Regions from separate parts of the Sus scrofa genome. Here region 1 is linked to region 2. Evidence: chromatin contacts called from public Hi-C data. All regions are on one chromosome and are shown on one strand. The core of a region is the stretch at or near the end of the contact, and the rest is flanking DNA. Distances in the headings are between cores, read along the strand shown. Region 1 overlaps ADCY2 (adenylate cyclase type 2). Region 2 overlaps ADCY2 (adenylate cyclase type 2).

Region 1 (6,798 bases), core at 3,822-6,321, 140 kb after region 2:
CTGCCCCTTGCCCCCAATGGAAATGACCAGTCTCTTCTCTGTATCTGTACATCTGCTGCTTCTTTGTTATATTCCCTAGCCTGTTGTACTTTCAGCTTCCACATATAAGTAATATCATGCAATATTTGTCTTTCTCTGTCTGACATAATCTCACTTAGCATAACGCCCACCAGGTCCATCCATGTTGCTGCAAATGGCAAAATTTGGTTCTTTTGGTTCTTTTTATGGCTTTTTGTACCACACTGTATGTTTATGTACCACATCTTCTTCATCCATCCGTTGACGGACCCTTCCATATCTGGCAGTTGTAAATAATGCTGCCATGAACATCCAGCTGCATGTATCTTTTAGAACTCGTGTTTTTGTTTTTTCCAGATATACACCCCAGGAGTGGAACTGCTGAGTCACATGGTAGGTCTAACTTTAGGTTTTTGAGAAACTAAATTCTCATCCTACTTTGACACTAGCCTTTCTCCTGGCTCCAAATCCCCCTCCGACTCCCAGAAGTCCTCACCCAGACGGCATGGCCTCCTTCATGCCCACCTGAGTCTCTTCCCATTTCTCTTCTTCCCCAGATTCAAACCCTGCAGTAAGGCTGAGGACTGAAGCTCCTCTTCCTTGCCCTTCCTCTTGACATGAGAGGCCATGGATTTTTTTCCCTGTAGCATCTCGTACCATCAGGCTCATTTCTGTACCAAATATAGGCCCTGCCACAACTCCCCTGGAGATACCTTCCCATCGAGAGCAACATAATTATGCCATTTTATTCTGTGGATGCCTAATGGATGATGTGTCTTTTAATGAAGAAGAGTTGATATTAATGAGGTTTCAGTATGTATAGGAGATGCATATCCGTGAGTGTGTGTGTGTGTGCGCGCATGTGTGTGAGCACTTTAGTAACCCAGCACCTACAGTTCTTTGTGAAATGGTAGCCAAAAGGCACTATATACAAGAATTCTGCCACAGGTCTACCACCTCTCTTGCCTGAGTTCCTGCAGCCCTCTGCAAGGTGGAAATCAGCACTCCCACTGCAGGTACCTACAAAGCAGGGCTGTAGTATCTGATCCCAACTGCCCCCTTAGAGGGTCTCTTTCCTGCCTAAATGACACTGCAGAGACAGAAACAGTCCCTCCTGAAGGCAGAAAGGCTCTGAAATAGTAACAGTTCGATGCCCAAGGGTGTCCCCAGACACTCGCTGAGGAAGGGGCAAGAGTTTGATCTGGATACGGTGCCCCTTCCCATCACAGAAGCACCCCCCAAACGCCACCTTCATACGCTGTCTCTCAGGGGCCCAGGAGCACTCTGGGACAGCAGGTCACCCAGTTGGGCACCTGCAGTCAAACAGGCTGCCAGATGCACCAGCTGCTAAAGATGTCACCACCAACAGCGAGGATCACTCATCAAGCACATTCTGACCAAAGGACGTTTGTTTCTTGAACGTTCATTCTGGAACGGCTCGATCCTTCACCTGGGCCTGTTTTTCTGGTTTTCAAACGCCATCATCACTTCACAATATTTCAACAAGGAGCTGAAACTGAGTGAGACCAAAAAAAAAAAAAAACAGCTCACAGAATCATCAAAGCCCAGGCACGTGTTATTTCAACTCAGCACACATGGAAACGGAAAAGGTGATGGGAGCGGCCGAAACCTGAAGCCAGCAGTCCCAGTGCCAGGGCCATGGGCTATGACACTGACCTTGCTGTTGCTCGCCCTCCCACGGTAAGGTGACCCCTCCTTATTTCCATAGCTATGGCTATGCCACACAAGGAACACTGAACGAGTGAGTATGCAACCATTAACTACGAGCCGGGGCCCTGCAGCCCCGGGTCACAGCATTTTCATCAACCAATCAATACATAACTTTGTTTTGCTGTATTTCTGTTCAAGGGACCTTAGTTCCTAGCTACTGCTGATTCACTGACGTTGCTCTCACAGCCAACATCTCCAGCTCGTGCCTGAATGAAGCTTCTCTAACATATATTTTCTCCTGAAGGCACATCGCTGCCTTCCTGTAATTAGGAACACCAAACAGCACGTCAACAAGATGCTTGAAGGGTTTTTAAGCAGTGAACTCATCAACACAAAGCAGCAAAAGATAAAATAATGTGGCACTGAATAAATCCCGAGGACACTTGCATACAGTGGGAGCTGAAGCCAGGCGGCAGAGGAATGCCTGCTCCAGCTCAGCTAAACACAGCACAAGGGGGAGCTCAGATTTCCACCGCTCTGCGCATGTCCATGAATGACCTCAACTCCCCATCTGGGGTTACAAACACATCTTAGCTTGTAGGCAATTCGCAAATCTGGAAGCGGCAACTAACAGATTATCTGTGTTTCTAGTCCATGCTGACTCTGCTCAAGGCCAAGGGAAGAACGTTAAGACTTCCAAGGGCTTCCAAAGTTTTCACATGAGCCTTTACCTACAGAAATTCATCATTACTAAGTCACTTCATCACCGCTGGGGGGGAAACTACCTGCCGACCAGAGGAGATTATTTATAAGTGCTGGAGTCTCTGTGGTTCGGTCTCATTGGGCAGAAGCATCTCAGGATTATGAGTGACACCAGAGCCACATGTGGCCACCATGGGACCCATTGCTGATCACGCATGTGCGCTGGTCTAAACCCAAACGGAGACAGACCTTCGCTGTCAACACAGCCCCTGTTACTCCCAGGACTCCTTTTTTTTTCCCCCAATTGGAATCGGTTAGAAATCTTCTAACCCCTTACAGGAAAGTGTATTTATTTAGTTAAGCAATGGCTTAGATGCAATGGTAGTGTTTCCAGAGGTTAGAAATGGCCTTTCTTCTGTCCTGAACCAGCCCTACTGGGCCCAGTCTCCAGGTTCTGCTGGAGATTCCATGATGTCAGATGGCAAAAGGGCGGGTTCCCGCATCGGGCGTGGGTTAGACAGAGAGCGAAGGGGCATCCAGAGGAGATGACGTCAGCCGAAACCAAGCCTGGGTCTTCCTCCAGTGGGAGGAAATAATGCTCGGATTCCAAAGAGCCGTCCTCTTCCCTGGACCTCACTTCCATAGGGGACCTTACATCGGTTCACTTGAGAGTATCAGCAGGACACTGAAACTGGTCCTGAGGATCTCCAAGCAACAGAGGCCAAGACTTTTGCCCAACACAACCTGCCAACAGCAATGACCTCATTGTGCGACTGAGCTATTCCTCAGACTCTGCTGCAGCCTGAATAAAATACCCAAGGAGCGCCCATAACCTGCTTTGTTCTGATCTGATCTTCAACACACACCCAACTGAATGGTCTCCCAGGAAACCTAGCACCAGAAAGAAGGTATCTTGGTTGGCAGAGAAGAGTACTCTCTAAACAGCAATAAAACCATAAATTGGTATTCTGGGTGAAACTGGCTGAATCCTCCACACTCAGATCATCCCGAGGGCTATGAAAGAGATCCTGGACCCAGGCCGCCCTCGAACAGGGCAGACACCCTCGTGATCTTGGCTGAGACAAGCGGCTGTTTAAAATCACAATACGTGGGCCTCGACTTTGAGGGACCCCCCCCCAAGCCCCACCCGGTGAGATCTAGAATTTCTGTGCTCTCCCTACTGTGAAGCTCACAAATAACCAGATGAAAGCTTAGGGGCTGCACCAGAAGCCCGCAGAGAGATGCCCTCCAAACTATAAAGCTTTCAGTGTCTAAGGCAACCACTGGAGTTCATGTGCACAACTTAAGAGTGCAAGGCATCCAAAAGTACCCTACTGAGCCCTGGTGTCTTCGCATCTCTAATAGGGACAAAGATATGTATCTAGATGCTGAGTTTCATCTTCTTCGAAGACATGGAGCATGAAGAGAATCTGGAATGCAAAGCATTAGATGTTGACCAAGTTTCTGCATTCAGCACACTGACTGTGGTCTGAAGGAAAGCACGTACCTTAAAAGAAGGCAGGCGGAAGGTCACTGATGGAAGAGAACGGCAGGGCTTGAATCAATCTACAGATATTTCATTCAATTCTTCCATGCTAATGTTACAAGCACGATCATTATAGGTCAATTTAAAAAAAAATTGTCAATTGGAGTTCCCACTGTGGCTCAGTGGGTTAAGAACCTGACTAGTATTCATGAGGATGTGGGTTTGATCCCCAGCCTCGCTCAGTGGGTCAAGGATCCTGCACTGCCCTGAGCTGTGGTGTAGGTCACAGATGGGGCTCAGATCCTATATTGCTGTGGCTGGGGTGTAGGCCCACAGATGCACCTCTTATTTGACCCCTAGCCTGGGAACCTCCATATGCTGCAGGGGGGCCCTCAAAAGCAATGAAGAAAAAAAAACTGTCGAAAATACAACCATATCGAACTCAACAACATGCATATGTAAAGTTCGAAGACCAAGCTGCCTTCATTTTAATCCTTCATTCCCAAATATTTTGTCAACAGTTTGAGGTTTTTGGGTTTTTTTTTTTTTTGAATAGTTGGGAACCAAAGAAAACAGTTAATATTCAAATATTAATAACAATCACTTTACAGAATTTAAGGCTGAGGCCATTAATTAATACCCCAAGTATTTATTCCAAGAAAATGTAATGATATCACCCTCTAGCTATTTCTCTTAAGTCATCACATTCTTTGAACCTTTTGAATGCATCTTCATTCCCTGTTAAATATGGATGCGGTGACAGCTCTTACCATCGCTCAGTATTAGATTCCCTGGCATGTGCAGAGTGCTCAAGAAACAGTATTTCGAAAGTTTGAAAAATAGAACACGTTTTATTAGAACTAGCAATCGCACACATTCAGGTTAAAAAGAAGGGTTGTTTTTCCATGATCTGAACAATCACGCCACAGAGACTGCAGGACAGGAAGCAGCAGGAGAGACAGCCAACCCGCTCAGAGCCACTGGGAGACCCACAAGTGGGTCGGACTCTAAAAGCTGGGCTGGGACCCACAGTCCAGAGCAGCAAATCCAGGTCAAAGGCATAACTGATGTTCTTTTTTTTTTTTTCAAAATTTTACTCTAAAATGTAAAACACTATTAAAACCAGGACATTCCTTTGCACAGCAGCAGGTTAAGGATCGAGCATGGCTGCAGCTGTGGTGCAGGTCACAACTGCAGCATGAGTTTGATCCCTGGCCCGGAAACTTCCACATGCCATGGGTGCAGCCAAAACACACACACACACACACACACACACAAAAACAACAACAAAAATAACACAACAGAATTCTTAAAAGTACAACACATAAGATGACAGCCTCCCATGAGCATGCCTCATACACTGAACGTTACGGCATATTAGCTTTCAATCTTACTTTTTCACACAGGGTATCTTTATCTCTCTCTCTCTCACACTCACACACACACACACACTGAGAAAGTTACAGCTGAAGTCTCCCCCTCATTATCTTCGCTCCTTCCCTGTAAAAAACCAACAGGTGCAAATCAGTACATTTTTCTTCTCATTCATGTTTTTTTTTTAATTCTTTTAATACTTGCATCTGTAAATACTCAAAGAATAGATGCTTATCAAATTAGCATCATCCTGCAACTTCCTTTTCCATGCACGCAGCACTACGCTTCCCAAGTGTCTCCGTGTTGATATTACGTAGAACTATTAACTCACTGGACTCTTATTTAGTATTTCACTGAATAAAATACTGTAATTCCCTGATCCCAACCAATTCATCTACATGTCTCCTTAGGCACATATGGAAGGGTGTTTCTTGAGCATCTCCAAATAAACAAAAATAATTGGGATAGGTCTTTCCTTTCTTGATCAATTTTCTCTCATAATTAAAAAAAAAAAAACCTGTTTTTTTTTTTTTCTTCATGCCTTATTTAAGAAACCCTTCCCTACACAATGTTTTAAAGAGGCTTCCCTCTAGAGTTGTAAGAAAATCTTAATGGCCTGCTTTTCCTCTTTAGATTTTAACCCATCGAGAGTTCATATTTTTATGCGGAATAAGTAGGAATCTGACTTTTTCATAAGAAAAACCAATTTCCTTCTTTTGCTCATTTATTTCATGAATTCATTTTGTCACCTACTGAATCAGTCCAGTCCACCCTCTCTAAGTTTTAATTCTGCCTCTGCCACATAAGACAGGTCGCCTTCTGAATTCTCCCTTGCCTTTCTTTGCTCTATTAATCTTTATCAGGCCCAATATGATAAAGTTATTTTTATTTTATTATAATAAACCCTCAGTATTTCCTTCTACAAGGAATCTGTCTCATCTGTCTACAAAAAAAAAAAAAAGTTATTTCATCACTTCGCAATTTTTAGCGTAATGCATCTGCGCTAGCATCTTAGATATCTGGCTCTTTAGTTACATCCCCCATCAGGAGGCAAAATTGGTAGTAAAGGTACTTTTTTTCATATCAAGAGCATTAAAGAAAACATAAATTGGTGACCTAGGCATTTATGTGTGCACCATGTTCAAAGTAAAGAAATTACTTTAAGCAACACGCTGAATAGAGACTGAATTTCACCAGACTCAGCAAATGATATTCCAATCTTTTTTTCAAAAAAAAAATTGAATAGGCAATAAATCTTTGCTCAAGGAGTCTTCGTTTTAGACATGATAAAAATGGCAACACCACCACTGTCTTACAACATCTCAGTAACTTCACTCTCCTTAAAGACCTTTCCTTTCTTTTCACCAAGATAAAGGCTTGGAGGGGAACCGGCCAGGAGCTGATGAGTCAGCTCATCTGAAAGGAAAGAAGGCTGGACCAATGCCTTCCAGCCTGGGATCTGCCATACCTCCCAAAGCCTCTTTTTATATCTCAAGCTTCCGAGTGTTTGTTTGTTTTCCAAGTTTAAAATGGGAATCATACCTCCT
Region 2 (6,096 bases), core at 71-2,570:
ACCTATATTCTTTAATGAGTTTGACCCTATTCTTTAATGAGTTTACTAAATATTAATAACCGTTTTCACGACAGAATCTTATTTTTAATTGATCCAAAGACATCCACTTCCATTTGGAAGAAAACACTGCCAGAGTCTTTCCTCGTAATGTTTAAAATGATTTCCAGATGGATGATATTTGAATTAAAACACAAAAATACATTCATAAATATTCAGGAGACCCTTTACAAACTATTGGAAATGGGAAAAGCTTTTCTAAATAAGATGGAAACCTAGTGACGATACAGGAAAAGGGCCAGGTTTGCGGGTCTAATTATAAAACATTTAAAATACAGGTGCCTTAAAGCACCATGTTCATTTTAGGTTTACCACATGCGATTTGATATTTTTATACCACTGGCTATATTCCCTGTGTTGTGCAATATGTCCTTGTTTATTTCTTTTATAAATAGGAGTTTGTACCTCGTGATCCCCTACCCCCGTCTCGCCCCCGCCTTCCCTCCCCACGCTGCTAAACACTAGTCCGCTCTCTCTGTTAGATCCATTTTGTTATATTCGTTTGTTTTACTCTGTAGATTCCACATATAAGTAATAATATACAGTGTTTGTCTTTTCCTGCCTGACTTATTTCACTAAGCGTAACGTCCTCCAGGGAGTGCCTAAAATTTGAAGGCTCACCGTAAAAGCTGCTATAAACGAAGACCAATAATAGGCTTAGGTGGGCAAACTGGCAACACATATTAAAAATAAAATAGATTAATATTCTTTAACAGGAACATTATAATTAAGCATAAAATACATATAATTATATATATCAGTATATAATTATTAATATATAATATATATCTCTTTTACAAATTGAAAACCACTGTAGAGGGAAAGATGTAAAAAGCCACATCAAAGACAAGGCAATTCAAATGGCCAGAAAGCACAATCGAAAGCTGAGAAGATGAGCCTCTGAAAATGTACCTCCTGCCCCAGAAAGAGCAGAACATGTCTTCACCCCAAACTTTTACTACCAGGCCAGTCCTGGCGCTGCCTTGTGTTGGAAACCTTCACAATTGTTGAGTGTTCCGCAGAAATCTTACTCCAAGGGCAACATTTAGAGATTTCTACATCACATTCACGGCCTTCAAAGAATAGCAGGGAGACAGACTTACTTGACCAAGAGGCAGCAGGAGTGGCCAACAAATCTAACTAGAGAACCAGCAAAAGATACTACAGTAAATATTTTCTTTCCATATATAATCTCATGAGAATGTGAAAGGGTAAACAGCTGCTGCTGCATTTGGATCTGCATCATCTGCAGCCTCTCCTCCAAGATCTACTAACGATCTACTTTTGAAACATCACACGAGTGTGTGCAGATTTGGAAGAAAAATGATATCATCTGAAAGACCCACAGTTAAAATTTATCTACTGGACTGGTTACATAACATTTTAGTTGTTTCCCATTAAACAGGATGTGAGAATATTAAAGGAAAAACTTTTTGTGAAAAAAAAAAAAGAAAGCAAATTTACCTCCTACTCTAATTCTGAAGGTGGTGAGGTCACTACGGTCAAACTGAATTCCCTTTAAAAAAAGACCACAGATGCAAATAATAACCAATTTTTCTTTGGCTGGAATGCTATTTGTGTTACCAGTGGTAAAACAGGAAAGAAAAACTGAAATAGTTTATGGTAATAAACCTAATAAAAGTACTGAATATATAAATATACATAATACATAATTGAGATAAGTTAATACCCAACCTTCTAAATGCCCAGAAATGAAAACATATTACACTCCTTTTCACATATGTTAAACGTAACTGTATTTATATGGAAGGTTTCTGTGGGCCGACTTTATCCACACCATAGCATTCATATCTTTCAGCACCATTATTAAAATATACCATGGCCCTGTCAAATATTCTGTACAATATTTCACCTTTTCTGATGATGAAAGACAAGTAACACTTTCTTAAATTATTAAACAATCTTCAAAGAAAAAAATCTTGCTTCCTTTGTGTGGTCCCAAATGAACAATTCATTTTTTCCCAAATGCAAACAAACACAAAACCCACATTTTTTTTTTTAATCTTTTTAGGGCCGCAGCTGCCGGCCTACACCACAGCCACAGCAATGCAGGATCCAAGCCACATCTACGACCGACACCACAGCTCGCAGCATCGCCAGATCCTTAACCCACTGAGCAAGGCCAGGGATGGAACCCACATCCTCTTGGATCCTAGGCAGGTTCTTAACCCACTGAGCCAAAATGGCAACTCCAAAACCCCCAATTTTTAAAACATTCCTTTGAATAAAGAGAACATAAGGGATTCTTGCTTACTGGACTATACAACTATTTTTAAAAACACAACTTTTCAAAGAGAGCCAAAATTTCAATACAATCTAATTTGGCTGCAGTTTGCCCTCAGTTTATCCTGTTCGCTGGTACATCTGTCAAAACCTGCTTCTGGCATTTTCTGAGTCAAGGAAATTAAATGGCGCAACTAAAAGATTTCCAGTATCAATGAATAGTCTCTACTCACCTATCCTCTGCCCTCCATTTACCTTCCTTCTACCTCTTCTTACATCAGCACCTTTTGCTGTCCTGTGTACTGGGTTCAAGCAGTGACTCCTTCAATGACTCATTTCCTTTTATCTCATTTCCAGTAGCTCTTGTCAGCTTTGATTTTGGTTTTAGTAGATGGAGTCTAAAGACTCACTCGGACATGGGATTTCAGCCTCCCGAGCAGCCAGGCCCATCGTATCCGCCACACAGTCCATGACCCAACAGTGTCTGATGCCTCTGCATGCAGGTAGGAGGGAACAGGTCTATACCCAAGGGGCCTTTGGAATCCGTCCTGAAAGTACCCATTTAACCTGGCTTGGCTCCTGCTTTACTTCCTTGGATGGTCTTAACATATCTGGGGTTAAGAAAGGCTTCCAAGGTGCTTCCTCCAAGCGACAGGGTAAGAAGGGCCTGGAGCCTCAGGTGGGGTTGCATCATGTGGTTTCCGCCCCCACCGGAAGAACCCGAGGGGAACCTTTCTCCGAGGCTCCATTCAGCTGCCGGAGGACACCTGAGAAAAACACCCGGGAAGATGGGGCAGAAGTTTGGGTCTAGAGGGAGCGAGTCCCCTGAAGGCTCAGAAATGACGTCCTCCCTACAAAACGAGAGAGTCACTAAGGTTTCCTTCATTATTTATTTGTTCGCACTTCTCTATTCATTTGGGATTTATTTTGGTTGCTGTTGGAAGGTAAAGGTTTGATACACTGTTGACCCCAATTATGTAGCCAGTTTCTCACCCTCTTTGCTGAATAATCTTTATCATTGTCCCTGGTGGGTGATGCTGCCTTTATATCGTCTTAATTCCTTGTGCGTCTTTTTTTTTGCTTTTTTGGGGCCGCACTTGCAGCATATGGAGGTTCCCAGGCAAGGGGTCTAATCAGAGCTGTAGCCGCCGGCCTGCGCCAGAGCCACAGCAACACAGGATCCGAGCCGTGTCTGCGACCTACACCACAGCTCATGGCATCGCCGGATCCTGAACCCACTGAGCAAGGCCAGGGATTGAACCTGCGTCCTCATGGGTGCTAGTCAGATTCGTTAACCGCTGAGCCGAGATGGGAACTCCCCTTGTGTGTCTTAGTATCTGTTTCCGTGTTCTTTTTTTCTGTTCCAGGGGTTGTCAAACTATGGCCCATGGGCCCAATCAGGTGAGCCGTTTGTGTTTTACAGCTTGCTCTTGAGCTAAGACTTACTTTTGCATTTTTAAACAATTGAGGGGGAAAAACCAGTATCTCATGACACATGAAAATTATACACATTTCAAATTTCAGTGTAATAAAGTTTTACCGGAGCACAGCATGCTCAGTTGTTCGTATTTTATCTATGGTCACTTTTGTGCTATCCCAGAGATGGATAGTTTGGCTCCCAACACCAAAAATAAGATTGTCTGGCCCTTTGCAGAAAACATTTGTCAACCATGATAATATTTCATTGATCTGAGTATTGAACCCATAAATGAAAAGGTAAATTTCACTGGAAATTATTCCTCATTTATTTTTCTAAATCCAATACATGGTTATCTAATCAAATTACTATGATGGACTGAATGTTTGGGTCCCCTTCCCCCTGAATTCCTATTGGAATGGTCTACGCTCGATGGGATGGTACTGGAGATGGAGCCACTGGGAAGTCAGGTAGGCTGAGTCCTGGTTTGATGGGATTGGTGCTCTCATAAGAAGAGATGCCAAGACCTCTGGCATCTCTCCAAGCCCTCAAGAAGAGCTCTCATGATAACGGAAAAACCAACCCCTGACCATGCTAGCATCCTAAGCTCGAACTTCTAGCCTCTGGAACAGTGAAAAAATAAATTTCTGCCATTTAAGCCACACAGTTGAAGGTATTTTGTTAGGGCAGCTGAGCAGATTAACACGATTATCAAAAAAAATGTTCACTGGGATCCTAACTGCATGGTAACATAAATGAATTTGGTAAAGGCTGACCTTGTTAAATAATATTTACTGTTTTCACCCAATATCATGGCATGCCCCCCATTCCTTATTTATTTGGATTTTTAAAAATTTCTCAGCGAAGTATTTTAGTTTTCTTCTATATCTCATTTTTATTATTAATTTATTCTGGAGTATTGTACACTTTTAGATATTTCCAGTAGAATCCTTTCTTCTGCTACCATTTTTGGAGGGTTACTGAAATAAGGAAAGCCTCAATAACTTCCTTTCTTGCGTCTAATCATTTTTTCCTTGATTCTCTTGGGTTTTTCTGATAACAACATATTATTTGCAACAGCAGTAATAGACATTATACAATAATAATGAAGTTCAACTTTCCTCCTAATTTTTACAGTTTTTTTTTCTTTCTCTTGACTAATTGCATTGGCTAGTATTGCCATAGTAATTTAATAAAACTACTGTGCTGTCACGGCCCCTTTAGTGGGAGGATGGAAAGAGAAGGAGTAGTTCCGGACTCCTGGCAGCTTAACCCCTAATAACTCCTTCCTCTAAATGTGTTTATATCCTCCTCTATGTTCCTGTGTTTATTTTTATTTTTTGGCTGTGCCTAAGCCACGCAGAAGTTCCTGGGCCAGGGATTGAACCTGTGGCCTAATAGTGACAACACTGGATCCTTAACCTGCTGCACCACCAGGGGATGCCTATGCTCCTGTGTTTATATTCCCTTTTAATTTGCTCTTTCTTCTCCACATCTCTCCCTTACTCATCCATAACATACAATGAAATCATATTTTTAAATTATTGTCCTTCTAAATACTGATTCTACATCTGTTTTTAATTTAAGAGAAGGGGCCTCACTCATGAAGTTGTCCAGGCTGGTTTTTGTCAGCTCCCACCCGCCAGGTCCGCAGCGCCACATGAGACTCAGGGCATTCTATTTTGTTTTGCTTTTTCTCTTTTCTATTTTGGCCATACCTGCAGCACATGGAAGATCCTGGGCCAGGGACTGAATCCAAGCCAGAGCTGTGGCCTATGCCACTGCTGCAGCAATGCCAGGTCCTTAACATGCTGTACCACAGTGGGAACTCTGAGACTCAGGGAATTCTAAAGTGAATGCCACCCATTCCCAGGAAGGTACAGGGAGGCGGAACTCTGGTCAGGGAGACTGGGCTCAGGAGTGACAGACTTCTGTTTTTCCTGTGCTTTGATTTTTTTTTTTTTTTTTTACCATGTGCATCACAGTTATAATAAGATTCAATGCTTTTGACTTAAAGGAAAGTAAAAATCAAATCGAGACTAAAACTCTTAAATTAATAAAGAAAACAGCGTGTGTCATTTAAGTGCCTCCCAACCCAGTAGCGAAGACGCCAAATGGAGAGATCAAACTCAAGATACTGCCTGGGGCTGCCAAGGGCAGTTACAAGCAAATTTCTGGGCAGTCGGGGGGCGGAGGCGCCCTGACCTGGGGCAGGAAGGAGGCAGCAGAGCCTTCCTGGAGCAGGCGCTTTGAGTCCCAAGGGATGAGATGAAGTCAGTCCTGCGAATGACGTTACGTTGGGCCTGAAAGCAAGGGCCTTATGCCTTTGCAGACAAGGGTTTGGATCTGAACTCCATCTGCCATTGATCATTTAATTC

Evidence for each region. A called contact is a pair of places that touch in the nucleus more often than the background predicts.
Region 1: a Hi-C map of skeletal muscle shows a contact between it and region 2, with 4 times the contacts expected there. The contact joins two enhancer-like sites. A contact is called at or near these places in 1 of 47 Hi-C or Micro-C datasets (skeletal muscle) and 1 of 2 datasets of contacts at active chromatin or transcription factors (skeletal muscle).

Annotation. Positions count from the first base shown.
Region 1 is chr16:74,686,015-74,692,812 of Sscrofa11.1, forward strand. The region is part of intron 2 of ADCY2 (adenylate cyclase type 2); the gene reads right to left. Among named protein-coding and RNA genes, the nearest start is that of ADCY2, 41 kb to the right of the region's middle. Within about 2 kb of position 5,072, at least 1 of the 83 cell types and tissues checked has an H3K27ac peak or open chromatin away from gene starts, as enhancers often do. A contact at or near this core is called in skeletal muscle, where this site is marked.
Region 2 is chr16:74,551,596-74,557,691 of Sscrofa11.1, forward strand. All of the region lies in intron 3 of ADCY2 (adenylate cyclase type 2), which reads right to left. Among named protein-coding and RNA genes, the nearest start is that of ADCY2, 180 kb to the right of the region's middle. Within about 2 kb of position 1,321, at least 1 of the 83 cell types and tissues checked has an H3K27ac peak or open chromatin away from gene starts, as enhancers often do. A contact at or near this core is called in skeletal muscle, where this site is marked.